2 separate regions of the Mus musculus genome follow, and region 1 is linked to region 2. A link is a contact called in public HiChIP or PLAC-seq data. All regions are on one chromosome and are shown on one strand. Each heading gives the region's core, a stretch centred on a gene start, on an enhancer-like site or on the middle of the called end of the contact. The rest is flanking DNA. Distances are from core to core; before and after follow the strand shown.

Evidence for each region. HiChIP or PLAC-seq counts read pairs in DNA pulled down with a chosen protein or histone mark.
Region 1: a contact with region 2 is called in an H3K27ac HiChIP or PLAC-seq map of thymic regulatory T cells, with 3 times the contacts expected there. The contact joins the promoter of Paf1 here to the promoter of Lgals7 in region 2. A contact is called at or near these places in 1 of 39 promoter capture datasets (cranial neural crest), 2 of 484 Hi-C or Micro-C datasets (both in embryonic stem cells), 5 of 115 datasets of contacts at active chromatin or transcription factors (bone marrow-derived macrophages, embryonic stem cells, memory CD8 T cells and 1 more) and 1 of 9 other capture datasets (liver).

The regions. Positions count from the first base shown.
Region 1 is chr7:28,391,641-28,394,340 of GRCm38.p6, forward strand. Paf1 (Paf1, RNA polymerase II complex component) reads left to right here and starts at 1,356. Exons shown (of 14, transcript NM_019458.3): 1 at 1,356-1,614; 2 at 2,029-2,058. The coding sequence starts at 1,568. It overlaps Med29 (mediator complex subunit 29), which reads right to left and starts at 1,050. Exons shown (of 4, transcript NM_026042.3): 1 at 811-1,050. The coding sequence starts at 1,023.
Region 2 is chr7:28,863,003-28,865,702 of GRCm38.p6, forward strand. Lgals7 (lectin, galactose binding, soluble 7) reads left to right here and starts at 1,384. Exons shown (of 4, transcript NM_008496.4): 1 at 1,384-1,484; 2 at 1,829-1,917; 3 at 2,532-2,700. The coding sequence starts at 1,479.

The DNA.
Region 1 (2,700 bases), core at 106-2,605, 470 kb before region 2:
GGCAACTCTCTAGCCCCCAATCTCCCTGTAATTTTTCAGTAACCTGCTCTCGTTTGGAATTACCACTAATAGCTTCCTGGACATACCCTTTATCTAGTCATCATGGACTGAAATGACACTTAGGCCGTACTTCTGCACGGAACTTAACCAGAACGGTTTCTCTTTTTACTCTTCTCCTCCTGCCTCCCCCACTTCCATCTAGTTTTTTGGGACAGGGTTTCTCTGTGTAGCCAAGGCTGTCTTGGAACTCAAAAGATTTACCTTCCTTTGCCTCCAGAAGGCAGGAATTAAAGGCTTGCACTACCATACACAGTTAAAATTGTCATTCATGCTGGGCATGGTAGCGCACGCCTTTAATCTCAGCACTTGGGAGGCACAGGCAGGCGGATTTCTGAGTTCGAGGCCAGCCTGGTCTACAGAGTGAGTTCCAGGACAGCCAGGGCTATACAAAGAAACCCTGTCTCGAAAAACAAAAAAAAACAAACAAACAAAAATTGTCATTCATCCTCATCTCCTTTCTCTCCACAGGGTTTCACTATGTAGACCCTGGTCGGCCTGGAACTCTATAGACCAGACTGGCCTCGAGCTCAGATCCGTCCCCCTCTGCTGTCCCAGCACGGGGATTAAGAACGCGCCACCACTACAGCTGACCGGAGCTTCACTTTGGTTAGACACAAACACAACACAGCTAGTCTGTCTTCTCTTCCCGACCTACGATCTCTCCTTCAACAAACAGCCCCTCGGCGCTCGTCCCCGGAGCCCGCCCGCCCGCCAGCCAGCCCCTCTTGCTCCCCGCGCAGGGCCCATCACCTGGAGACTCTCCTTCAGTTGCGGGATGAGCATCTTGTAGCGCTGCACAGGATCGAAGTCCTGCTGCTGCTGCTGCAGGAGCCCGCTCTGGGCAGAACCCACCAACTGGGTCGGTTGTGGCTGTTGCTGGGGACCCGGACCCCCGGCAGAACCCGGGCCTGACACACCAGACGCAGAGGAAACCGCTGCAGCCTGTGGCTGGGGCGCAGCCATTTTCCTCCGCTAGAACGCCGGAAATGCGTCATAAATGCGTCTGCTCCGGTAGCTCCTCAGCTTTTTCAGTTGGCTGACCTCCTAGTTAGCCATGCCTTACCGACAGATTAGCCAATGGGAGAAGAGGATATGCATTTTTCTCCGCCCTCCCAAATCCGAGGCCATGAGTGGAATATCTTTTCGCCAATCATAAGAGGAGTTCCCCCACGGCTCCGCCCCTTCACCCACAGCTCGCCAATCACTGTGAAGGACTGACCAAACTCTATTTCCCTGAAGGCCTTGCGGCCAGGAGCGACCTGTCTAGTCTTCTGCGTCTTGGTAGCAGTCGGAGCGGGAGCTGCAAGTCTGTGTCCGACGCTGTCTGTGCTCTTACTTCAGTCACACCCGAGCCCTTCTCGTCGGCCCACTTCATCCCCTTTCCCCGCGGAGCCCGGCGTCTACGGGAGCCTGTCCTTGGATCCGGCGTCTCTCAAAGTCGGTACGCCACTCAGCGTCCGCCTGCGGCCAGCGAGGACGCCTACCGCGCCGCCGTCGCCTGGTCGCGATGGCGCCCACCATCCAGACCCAGGCCCAGAGGGAAGATGGCCACAGGTAGGTCTCCTGTCACCTGCCGCTTCATTTTGTTTTGTGAGCTGCAAGCTGGGGACTAGGCCGAGGGGGGCTGCTTGCGACATCACTGATTCCCTCAGGTCGGCCCCCGAGGTCGCGCAGCGCTCACCCCCGATGAAGGGGCGGTCCCCCCTGGGCTCTGCGGTCGCTTCCTGGTCCCCTGCTATTCAATTTCGGAATTGCACCTTGCGGGAGGGAGTCAGACCTCAGTCTCCTTCAGTGAAGCTTCTGGATTGCTCTCCTCAGGGGATTGAGCATCTGGCTTCATGCTTTATCACCATCATCACCATCACTCCTTCAGAAATTCGGGGGCCGGCCTTTCCACTCACATGGCCAACTCTTGACATCTCTCTCTCTCTCTCTCTCTCTCTCTCTCTCTCTTCTCCCCGAAACCAGGCCCAATTCCCACCGGACCTTGCCTGAGAGGTAAGCTCCCAGCTCCGTTTTCCAGGAGGGGTGGAACACGAACAGGGGAGGCGGTTAGGGGGCCTTTTTTGTGCTTTGGAGAATCTCATAAAGTGGCCCAGACTGGTCTTTGTGCCCCAGTCTCATGGGTGCCGGGATTGCAGCCTTATGTGCCCAGCAGCACAGGCCTAGGGTTGTGTGTGTGTGTGTGTGTGTGTGTGTGTGTGTGTGTTTAAATTGTACACACCTTAGCTCTGAGTGGCAGTCTAAAGACATTTCCTTAGGCTGGACAGCAGGCACTTTCACCTGCTGAGGTATCTTGTCAGCTTGAGGCAGGGTTTGTTTGTATGTAAGTACACTGTAGCAGTCTTCAGACACCCCAGAAGAGGGCATCAGATTTCATTGCAGATGGTTGTGAGCCACCATGTGGTTGCTGGGATTTGAACTCAGGACCTTAACTGCTGAGCCATCTCTCCAGCCCGTTTGTTTTTTAAAGATTTATTATATGTGAGTACACTGTAGCTGTTTTCAGACACCCCAGAAGAGGGGGTCACATCTTGTTATGGATGGTTGTGAGCAACGATGTGGTTGCTGGGATTTGAACTCAGGACCTTTGGAAGCCGCAATCAGTGCGCTTTTTTTTTTTTTAAAGATTTATTTATT
Region 2 (2,700 bases), core at 134-2,633:
GAGCAATCAGGTCCATCTCCAGCCTGTCTTCTCCAGGGCTCCTCCCCCAGCATCGCAGCGCCCACGTTTCTCTGGCATCTTCTGTGCCCTCTCTGGGCCACCTCACGGGATTCCTTGATGTGTATTCTAGGGTTGTGTGTGTTGCGGGCGTGGGGGGGGGGTCTGAATATGGGAAACTGGGACAGAGAAGCAGGAGAGGTAGCAAGTTCCTAATCTCCAAGGCAACTTTCCACTCCCAGCATGCATCTGGCCTCCGGCTCTGCCACCTGCTGGGTGGGGCAGGAGTAGGGTGGTGGGGATAGGGATGGGAAAGATCTTTCAGGAAGGCTGCTGGGCTGTTAGGAGTGGTAACTGCTCAGCGCTCCCACCCTCCCTTTGCCTGCCTTCCAGAAATTTCTCTTTCATTCTTTATGAGTCACCCCTACACACACCCACACACACATACACACACACACACACACACACACACACTTTCTCTATTTCTCTAGAGTGCTGGTCTAGGGAGACTAAAACTCAGGCTATTGGAAGTTTCCCCAATGTGTTTCATTTGATCTGGGTGGTGACTGGCAGCCCGGGACACCCACCAACCCATATTCCATCACACTCTCATTGGATGGGAAGGTGGGCTCAGTTCCAAGGAGGAGCTGATAGAGACCTGAAGAAGAAAAGTAGGAACCACTGAGAAGAGAGAGGGAGAGAGAGAGAGAGAGAGAGAGAGAGCGAGAGAGCAGAGCGCTGATCTTGATCTTTGGGCAAATTGTTCCCATGAGCACTGTTTCCTGTACGTCAGTACAGTGGCTCGATATACTCCACATATCCTGGTAAGGTTCAGACACACATCTGGACACCCAGAGGTCTCAGCAGCCTGGCCACTGTTAGTGAAACTTCATTATTTGACCCTCCGTTACTGGCCACTCCATTACTGACCACTTCAAACGTGCCAACACACTCTTGGTAACCTGGGGGGTAGGGTGGGGGCACAGCATAGGATAAAAAGGAATAGCGGGTTTCCTGGGGACCCCATTGAGTTATTATGCCTGTCTTTGACGGCAGAAGCAGAGGTGGCCAGGACAAAGCAGAGCAGCCTGCGCTCCAGGGAAGAGGCTCCTTTCAGAAAGGGTGGAGGCTGATGCTTGCGCAGCCTTTCTGGATCCACTAGATCTCCAGGGGAGTCCAGTGTCTGACAGGGCGGTAGGGGTATGAAAGGGGAGGTGAGAAGAGCACAGGGCAAACCTCCCCAGTCTTGGTATTAAAGGTTGTCCCTATCTCTAAGCCTAGGAAAAGGGGAGAGGGAGCTGGTGTGTGGGGGCAGGGCAGGAGGAGACTCGCCCGGCCTTGACAGCTTTGCCTTAGGGCAGGGGTCTGTGCCAGCTGTGGGCGTTGGATGGAAAGGGAGGAGCTGAACCACTACCTTGCCTTTACTTAAGGTCCCCTCCCACAGCGACTGGCCACATTGTTGCTGTATTGCTGTGCCCGCCATGTCTGTAAGTATACTGGGGCCCAAGCTGGGGAAACGGGGCTTTGGGACAAGGCCAAGTCTGGAAGCTGGGACTAGCTTAAACCTCCCCTTCAAAGCAAAAAACGGGTATCAGGAGAGCTGGCTGCTATCTCTTGGGTTTCACCAGCACGTCCTGATAGGTTGTCTCCCAGCTGGCTTTGCTTTCTTCTAACTGCATTGTCTCTGTCAGGTCTGTGTGCCTGTCTCTGCCTCTCCGTTAATCTGCATCCCTCTTGGTTTCTGCCTGGTCCCTGGAGTTCCTAGCTGGGGCTGACCAGTCTGTTTCTTTGTCTCCCTGGTTCTCATTCTTGCCCCACCCAATTCTTACAGGCTACCCAGCACAAGACCTCCCTGCCTCAGGGCGTCCGCGTGGGCACTGTCATGAGAATTCGAGGCATGGTCCCTGACCAGGCTGGCAGGTGATATCCCAGGTTCCAGGGGAAAGGGTGGGTGGGGCATCTCCTGGCTCAGTTGAACCCTGGTTCTTAGAGCCCACATATGGTGTCCCTGGAACCTTGTTTGCCATGTGGAGTCTTGGAGTCCCTATTGCTAGCTTAATTTGGATATTTTCACTGATGTTCCCCAAGACTTGTGGGTGGGTGTGCCCAAGTCTCCCTAAAAATGTAGGCTTCTAGAACAATAATAAGAATCCCTGGTTAGTCCTACGATCTCCATGTCCAGTTTTCCAGGACAATGAAAATCTCTCTTGGATCTTGAAGCTACCCTGGATGCCCAGGGTACCCGGTCATCAAGTCCATGACCTACTAAAATTGAGACCTTGGGCTTTGTGGGAATATTGATAACCTGGAATAGTGGGGTCCCTTGCTATTAACTCTGCTTATCTGGAGTGCGATTCCCTGAACCCCACTCAGGCACAGCAGGCCATCCCACAACCTAGGACAGCTCCAGGCTCTGGAAATGAGGGGGATCCTGGCTACAAACACAGGGACTCCCTATGGGTGTGGGTGTGCCGGTGGAACCACATAACTTGCACATGGTGGTTGCTGATCTTTGAGGCTTACTGTCCCCGAAGGTTCCATGTAAACCTGCTATGCGGTGAGGAGCAAGGAGCAGATGCCGCCTTGCACTTTAACCCGAGGCTGGACACTTCCGAGGTTGTCTTCAACACCAAAGAACAAGGCAAATGGGGCCGTGAGGAGCGAGGCACCGGCATCCCCTTCGAGCGTGGGCAGCCCTTTGAA